Regions from separate parts of the Sus scrofa genome. Here region 1 is linked to region 2. Evidence: chromatin contacts called from public HiChIP or PLAC-seq data. All regions are on one chromosome and are shown on one strand. The core of a region is the stretch at or near the end of the contact, and the rest is flanking DNA. Distances in the headings are between cores, read along the strand shown. Region 1 overlaps CYFIP2 (cytoplasmic FMR1-interacting protein 2). Region 2 overlaps ADAM19 (disintegrin and metalloproteinase domain-containing protein 19).

Region 1 (3,858 bases), core at 1,115-3,614, 150 kb after region 2:
ATACATTCTTTACGATGATTGTTCTATAAAAATAAGTATTTATGATAATATTTCAAAAGGAGGTGGAACATCTTGAGAAAGGACACCTTTTCATGGTTTGCCCAAAGGCAGCATATGTAGCAGGGATGGTCCTGGGGTCCCCTCATGCACCAACCATGATCGAGAGGCAGGGGTTGCTTCTAGAGAGGATTCTGACATCGCCCTTGGGCTCAGCCGGGAGCATCATTAATGTCAGCCTTGGGCTTGAACAGTGGCAGTGGCATTTAAGCTACGCACGCGTTGTCCTTGATTTCCAAGAACCATCATCCCCAACATTTTAATCACTTCACCTGTGTTACTGGACATTTGTCGTCTTCTTCTGGAAGTGCACCCAATACTTAATTCAGCCTCTGGGAAAAGGATATCTTTTGAAAAACTATTAATTTAGTGGACATGTTTTTTCCCCCAGGTATATTCAGATATAATTTATATATTATATTCTAAGCTTAAGGTATATAGCGTGATGACTGATACGCATATCGTGAAATGACTGCCACAATAGGTTATGTAATGCATTCTTCACCCCACACAATTACCATTTTTGTTGTGACTGTGGTCGTGAGAACATTTAAGATCTACTCTCCTAGCAGCTCTCCAGTACACAATATAGTATTGTTAACCACAGCCCCCACGGCAATGCCTTCGATCCCAGATATATTTTTAAGGTTGTCTTCTAGCCCCTTTCTTTCTGGCTATTTTTGAAAAAATAGAAAATGGAAATAAATAATACACTTTTTTTCTATAAAAGGAAAAATGTATAATCCCATCATCCAGAGGTCATCACCGATAATCTTTTGGGGCTTATCCTACCAGGTTTTTCCATGCATTAAACATCTAGGCATATATTTTATTTATTTATTTTTATTGTGTTTCTAGGGCTGCACCCGTGGCATTTGGAGGCTTCCAGGCTAGGGGTCAAATCGGAGCTGTAGCCGTCGGCCTACACCGGAGCCACAGCAACTTGGGATCCAAGCTGTGTCTATGACTTATACCACAGCTCATGGCAACGCTGGATCCTTAACCCACTGAATGAGGCCAAGGATCGAACCCACATCCTCATGGTTGCTACTTGGGTTCGTTAACCACTGAGCCATAACGGGAACTCCCTAAGCATATATTTTAAAATAAGAATGGCATATACAATATTGTTCTTCTGTAATCTACTTGTATCAGAGTATTCTATTAACATCTCCTCAGGTATAGTCCAGTTTCTACGTCACAGTCCAGAGTTTTGACTTCAGTGATTTTCCCTCCCTCCCTCCCACTGACCTGGAGCAGGTCTTTTAGTTTCTCTTTCCTGAGTGATCTTCCTATTCCTCAAAATTATTTGATAAATGAGTACACCAAAGTTCTGGCTCTCACAGCATCATCTTTCTTACAATCAGTCTCAGCAGATTCTGTTATTTTAGTGGGGTTTCTAGAGATTATATAACATTTCAAATTGACAAAGTTCCTAGTAGGAGAATTACAGACATTGGGATAAGAAACCAGAAGAGATGCTCTTTTGGGGGGATGCTCTTGGTGCCCCCTGAATTTTAACACCAAGAGGGTACATGCCAGCAAGCATCAGAGTAGACACCAAGGAAAGTAAGATTTGGCCATGGTCCTGATACAGACTTTCAGGGCCCCTCAGATTCTGCATCTCTAGCCTGACATCTCTGGCCATGTGATTGAACTGTGGAGGAAGAGATGGGTAATAAGAGACAGGGTTCGGGGAGCAGGCATGGATGAATTCTCTGGGCATCACAGGTCAAAGCTTGGAGTTCGAATTTTAAGTACTATGAGAAGCCACCTGTCAGTTTTAAGCAGGAGAGGCATGTTCTGATTTACAGTGATGATGTTTTTGCTGCTACATAGGCCAATCAGCTCTTTTTATCCCCTAATGTGTTACCTCCTAGCAAATTTCACCCTGAGCAAGAATGCAAAGGCAGTGACTCTCAAAGAAAACATTTCTCTTTTTTTCTTTTTTGGCTGTACCTTCAGTACATGGAAGTTCGTGGGCTAAGGATCGAATCTGAGCCACAGCTGCAGCAATGCTGGATTTTGAACCCACTGTGCTGGGTCGGGGATTGAATCTGTGCTGCTACAGACACCACCACATCCTTAACCCACTGCACCGCAGCGGGGACTCCCGGAAACATTTCTCTTAAACCAAGCACAGGGAGAAGGCACTGTTATTTTCTTTCCTTTAAAAGATCCAGAAGCAGAGGGAAAGTCTCCCCACCCACCAGGTCCCCTGGGAAGAGGGCAGCCAACAGCAGTGTCCTGAGTGCTCCCCGCCAGGCGCTCACAAACCTGAGTGGCCTCCTAATTTGGACTGGCTGGCTTCCCCAGCTTTGCCTTTTCATGATCCCGAACTCCTATTTCCTGCTCACAAATCAAACAGATGGGCAGCCTGAGAGTCGTGGCTGAGTTCCGCACTAGCAGATGCCTCTATCAATTAAAAAAATGAGGTCAGAGGTAGCTCTGGGGCACATGTTACCAAGAATAAATCTCACCAACTAGCGGAAGGAGCTGAAAAACAACAACAACCGTCATAACTTTTCTTCCTCCTTACACACCATGACCTTGTCTGCTCGGTGACCCTTATTCTTTCCAGATTGCATGATGCAGTTTCCTTTACACCCTCAAGTCTGTGTTATGAAAAATGTTAAATACACAAAGCATTTGAAAGAACAATGAACACCTCCATAGTCTCAATGTAGCGTCGCAGTGAACGTTGTGCCCTATCTGCTTTGGGATGCTCTCAGATTTAGTGAATGATGTGCAAGTCTGCTGAAGCCACTGCATCACTCAGCAATACACACTTCAGCACGCAACTCCTGCAAAAGAGGACATCTTCCTACGTAACCTCAGTATTGCGATCACCTACACTACACTAACATTTTCTTAGTTTTTCCTAAGGTATTCCCCCCCCCCTTTTTATTTTAAGCCCACACCTACAGCCTATGCAAGTTCTCAGGCCAGGGATCGAATCCAAATCAGAGCCACATCTTTAACCCCCTGTGCTGGGCCACAGATCCAACTGGCAACGTCACAGAGACAAGCCAGATCGTGAATCTACTGTACTATAGCAGGAGCTCCTAGGCTCTGGCTCTGGGTGGAAAAACTCTGAATCAGTTTTAGTTGACGCTCTAAATAGTATTTCCTTAAATGACATTCTGAGTTTGGAGGCAACAAAAAGACAGTAATACTAACATGAACACTTTCTGGGGGGCGGACTGACTCCAGTGAGTGTGGAGAAATGAGCTGGAAAACTGGAGGTGGAACCCCCACCACCACAGGAATCCCTTCCCTGGCTTTCCGGAGGGAGGAGGGGGGAACTGGACCCAACGAGAGAGCACAGCAGTCTAAACATTCCCTTATATGGCTGCACATAAGGTCAGTGTGTTTCCTGCAGACTGAGGTGAAGCCCCAAGGACACAGGGCCCGTGGAGCAGTCATGAAATTAGGCTTCTCACATCTACCTCCATCTTCCTCTGCACAGAAAGTATGAGCTGCAGCCTCCAGCCCCGCAAGGGGAACTCCGGGTGCAGTGGAAAGCTCCCTGGTGGTATGCTCCCTCTGCTTCTGCTCCGTGGGCCCCTCACTTCCAGGAGCTCCCTGGAGCCCTGGCTGAATAAATCATTTAATCTTATCTAATGTGTGTCTCTCCTCCCCATCTGTGCCTCCTTCAAACCATGCTATTCATTACTATGTCTCACCTCCACCCCTGCTCCCTCTTACCCTCCGAATTGCCAAGGAGAAAAAGAATGATTATTCTGGATTAGACTCCTGCCTGGGAAGGATCTACAGCCAGGAAACTGACCAAGAAAGCAG
Region 2 (3,907 bases), core at 571-3,070:
CACTTGCCTACAGAATGTTGTTTCTTCATCTGTATTCACATTCATATCCCTTAGTGAGCATTTACTGGGAGCCAGTCACCTTGCAGAGGTACTTCACATGCCGTCTCATTTAATACTCATGGCAGCCCTTTTAAGAAGATATTCTTGTTGTTCACTTTTTATAAATGGAGAAATTCAAGTGTGAGAAATCGGAGTAGTTTTCCCCATGTCAGGCAGAGCCAGGAGTCAAACTCTGATCTCCATGCTTCTTGCTATAGTCTACCTCCTGCATAGACAATACACATTAGTAACTTCATTGCAGGGTTGGATAGGCTGAAAAATGTCCCCTACCCCCTAGGAGATCCACATTCTAATTCCTAGAACATGAAACTATGCTGCCTTATGTGGCTAAAAATCTTTGTTAGGTGTGACTAAATTACAGATTTTGAGAAGGGGAGATTATTGTGGATTTTCTGGGTGGACTGTAAATGCAGTCGCAAGTGTATTTGTAAGAGGAAGGCAGAGGGAGATTTGCTCACAGACAGAAGAGGAGAAGGCGTTGTGATCTTAGAGATGAGAGTAACGCAGCCACAAGCCAAGGGATGAGGGCAGCCATGAGAAGCTGGGAGAGGCCAGCAATGGAACCTCCCAGAAGTGCAGCCTTGCTGACAACTTGATTTCAGCTCAGTAATACTGACTTTTTCTTTTGGTCTCCAGAACCCTGAGAGAATAACTTTACATTAAGCCACCATGTTTGTAATAATTTGTTACACGGCAGCCACAGGTAACTAATACTCAGGGTTTGGGAGGCTTAGTGATCATGTATTTTGATGTGGTTAGTATAATGCCTGGCACATAACAAGCAGGATTTCAATGTATGTTAACTTTCATTAATGCAAAATCAAGAAGAGATGTTTTCTAAAGTGTCTTGGTGATGCAAAGCATTGCATGTGCCCCTGTCTTCAAGTAAGAACGTGACAAGAGAAAAACATATTGAGAAATAGTGTGTGGTTACCGTTTATCAACATTTCCCAAGTTCCGGGTCATGATGTCTGATGCTCAGTCTGGCTGAGGAATGATGGTCGGAAATGAATAATGATGTCATAACTCATGGGAACAGCTACAATGTAGGTGATGGCTATATAGCAACCTCTGTTTTGCAGTCTTTACATAGTTCATCTGAGTCATCACAGCAATCCTATGAAGCGTGGGTACCTGTATTAGCCCTATTTGGCAGATGGGGATGCTGAAGCAGGCATGGAGCAGTGTAACTTGCTCAAGCTCACCTGGATAGGAAGGGCAGAACCAGGACATAGAGCTAGATCTATTTGACTCCAAGCCCAGGCTCTTGGCTGTGGCCTCAGATTGCCTCTTGGATACGATGCGTTTGTTTTGTATGCTCTTCTTGGGTTAACACTGGTGTTACTGCTCTATTATTCCACCCTCCTCCTTTCCTTTCCTTCTGCCTTCCCTAGGTCCTGGTTAGAATTTGGATTTTAGTGAGAGTTCCTTTGTTGCACAGTGGATTAAGGATCCCGCAATGTCACTGCTATGGGTCAGGTCATTGTTATGGTGTGGGTTTCCTGACCTGGGAACTTCCACGTGCCGGGGGCATAGCCAAAAAAGAAAAAAACGAAAACAACTCTGGAATTTGAAGTTCAGTGGCCTGTAGTGTTGTACGCCAGGCAAATTGAATTCAGAGCCTGGATCCTTGCACCTACAAGCGGTATAAACTTTGGCAAGTTGCTTTTACCTTTGCGAGTCTCAGTTTCCTCATCCACACGATGGGGTTAATAATAGCTGTCACCTCATCGGATGTTGTGTGATATTCAATAACGTGATGCTCGTAAGGGCTTACCCTGTGCCTGGTGCACTGTGAGAGCCCAGTAAATAGTCGCTATTACTTGTATTTCAGGATGGGAAAAACATTTACGAATGAAGTAAGAGGGAATTCCCCCAAGTTGGTTTCCAAGTGTAATTAGGAAGATGACCTTAAAACCCATTGCCCCTGGGAGGAAACTCACTTCTGCTCTCCAGCTGTGCCCAGTTTGACCTAACTGTATCTCAAGAACACAGCTTTGCAGGCTTCTCTAGCTGGCTGAACTGTACCTCTTGTCCGTGCCTGCAGAATCGGTGCCCATGCCCTCCCTTGGCGAGGCCCTGAGCTATCTGATAAGGACTTGGGATTTGTTCACTGGTTCCGGCTCTCTCTCCTTCTAGGGACCCGCAGCCACGGCTGCCTGTGTAGCCAGGAAGGATGTCCATGGTTTTCTTTTGTCTCAAGCTTATTTCTCCTGGCGGCCCTTCTGCAGGAGCACGGGGTAAAATGAATGGGAGGAAGCTGTCAGCTGCCCTGTTGGCTGTAGGTGGGTCCTGGTCAGAGCGAAGGGAAGCTGTGTACTTGGAGGAAGTTGGGAATTTGAGGAACCCTTGACCACCAGGCTGTTTACCTTAAGGGAACAGTGATAGCTTGCATCCAGCGAGTGAGCATTTACACTGAACATACTATTTCTCATAGGTTTTTTAACCCTGTATAAATTTCCATGTAAATTCATCCAAATAGGTTCCTATTTTATCCCAAGTTTTAGAGCCTTTTTTTTTTTTTTTTTTTTTTTTTTTTTGTCTTTTTGCTATTTCTTTGGGCCGCTCCCGCGGCATGTGGAGTTTCCCAGGCTAGGGGTCGAATTGGAGCTGTAGCCCCCAGCCTATGCCAGAGCCACAGCAATGCGGGATCCGAGCCGCGTCTGCAACCTACACCACAGCTCATGGCAATGCTGGATCGTTAACCCACTGAGCAAGGGCAGGGACCAAACCCGCAACCTCATGGTTCCTAGTCGGATTCGTTAACCACTGCGCCATGACGGGAACTCCTTTTTTTTTTTTTTTTTTTTTTTTTTTTTTTTTTCCTTTTTTCTTTTTGGCCATGCCCACTGCACGCTGAAGATCCTGGCCAGGAATCAAACCCGAGCCACAGCAGTGACAATGCCAGATCTTTTACCTGCTGTACTACCTGGGAACTCCTATAGCTTATTTTTCTTCTGGCTAGGAAATACAGTGTGGGCAATCAACAATTATTTTTAAAAATTTACGTAACTTTTTGGAGTGTTTAAAACTTTGATAATAAAATTCTAGAAAAAAATTACCTAAGTAATAGAGTTTTAAATTACATGAGATCCAAACTTTATGTACTGTTCTGTAATTTGCTTATTTTATTATTTATCTTCAATATCTTTCCACATTAGCATATTTACAGACCATTTCATTCTTCTTTATGATAACCACTGAATGGATGGACCAAAATTTTAAAATCTCCCTACTGGACAGTTTTTCAATTTCTTGCTTTTATAAATAATACTGCACTTGTAAGCGTATACATAATCTTGAAGCATATTTGCAAGTATTTCTGTAGGATTGATACCTAGAAGTAGAATTGCAAGGTCATATAGCATATATGTTTAAAATGTTTTAAATTTTGACAAATTATACCTCACATTCCACAGATTCCTCCCCAAAGCTGTACCATTTGACATCCATACAGCACAGTATGGGAGTCTATTATGGATACATTCCCATGTAAGTTTATTGGATCATTTTTAATGGCTGTATGATATTATATTGTATCTGTATGCCTTAATTAACTTTTAAAATTTCTTACAATGAAAAATTATCGAGTGTACATAGAAGTGGAGAGAAAAATATAATGACTTCCCACACATCCATCATTCAGATTCAGTCATAAAGAGGCCATGATTAATCATCCCATATCAATGGGCATTCAAGCTATTTAAAAATTTTTTTGCTGGAGTTTCTGTTATAGCTCGGTGGTTAACGAACCTTACTAGTATCCATGAGGATGCAGGTGGGATCCCTGGCCTTGCTCAGTGGGTTAAGGATCTGGCGTTGCTGTGAGCTGTGGTGTAGGTCACAG

What was found. HiChIP or PLAC-seq counts read pairs in DNA pulled down with a chosen protein or histone mark.
Region 1: an H3K27ac HiChIP or PLAC-seq map of skeletal muscle shows a contact between it and region 2. The contact joins two enhancer-like sites. A contact is called at or near these places in 3 of 47 Hi-C or Micro-C datasets (liver and skeletal muscle) and 1 of 2 datasets of contacts at active chromatin or transcription factors (skeletal muscle).

The regions. Positions count from the first base shown.
Region 1 is chr16:65,879,792-65,883,649 of Sscrofa11.1, forward strand. All of the region lies in intron 26 of CYFIP2 (cytoplasmic FMR1-interacting protein 2), which reads right to left. Among named protein-coding and RNA genes, the nearest start is that of FNDC9, 20 kb to the right of the region's middle. Within about 2 kb of position 2,365, at least 33 of the 83 cell types and tissues checked have an H3K27ac peak or open chromatin away from gene starts, as enhancers often do. A contact at or near this core is called in skeletal muscle, where this site is marked.
Region 2 is chr16:65,731,006-65,734,912 of Sscrofa11.1, forward strand. The region is part of intron 3 of ADAM19 (disintegrin and metalloproteinase domain-containing protein 19); the gene reads left to right. Among named protein-coding and RNA genes, the nearest start is that of ADAM19, 17 kb to the left of the region's middle. Within about 2 kb of position 1,821, at least 14 of the 83 cell types and tissues checked have an H3K27ac peak or open chromatin away from gene starts, as enhancers often do. A contact at or near this core is called in skeletal muscle, where this site is marked.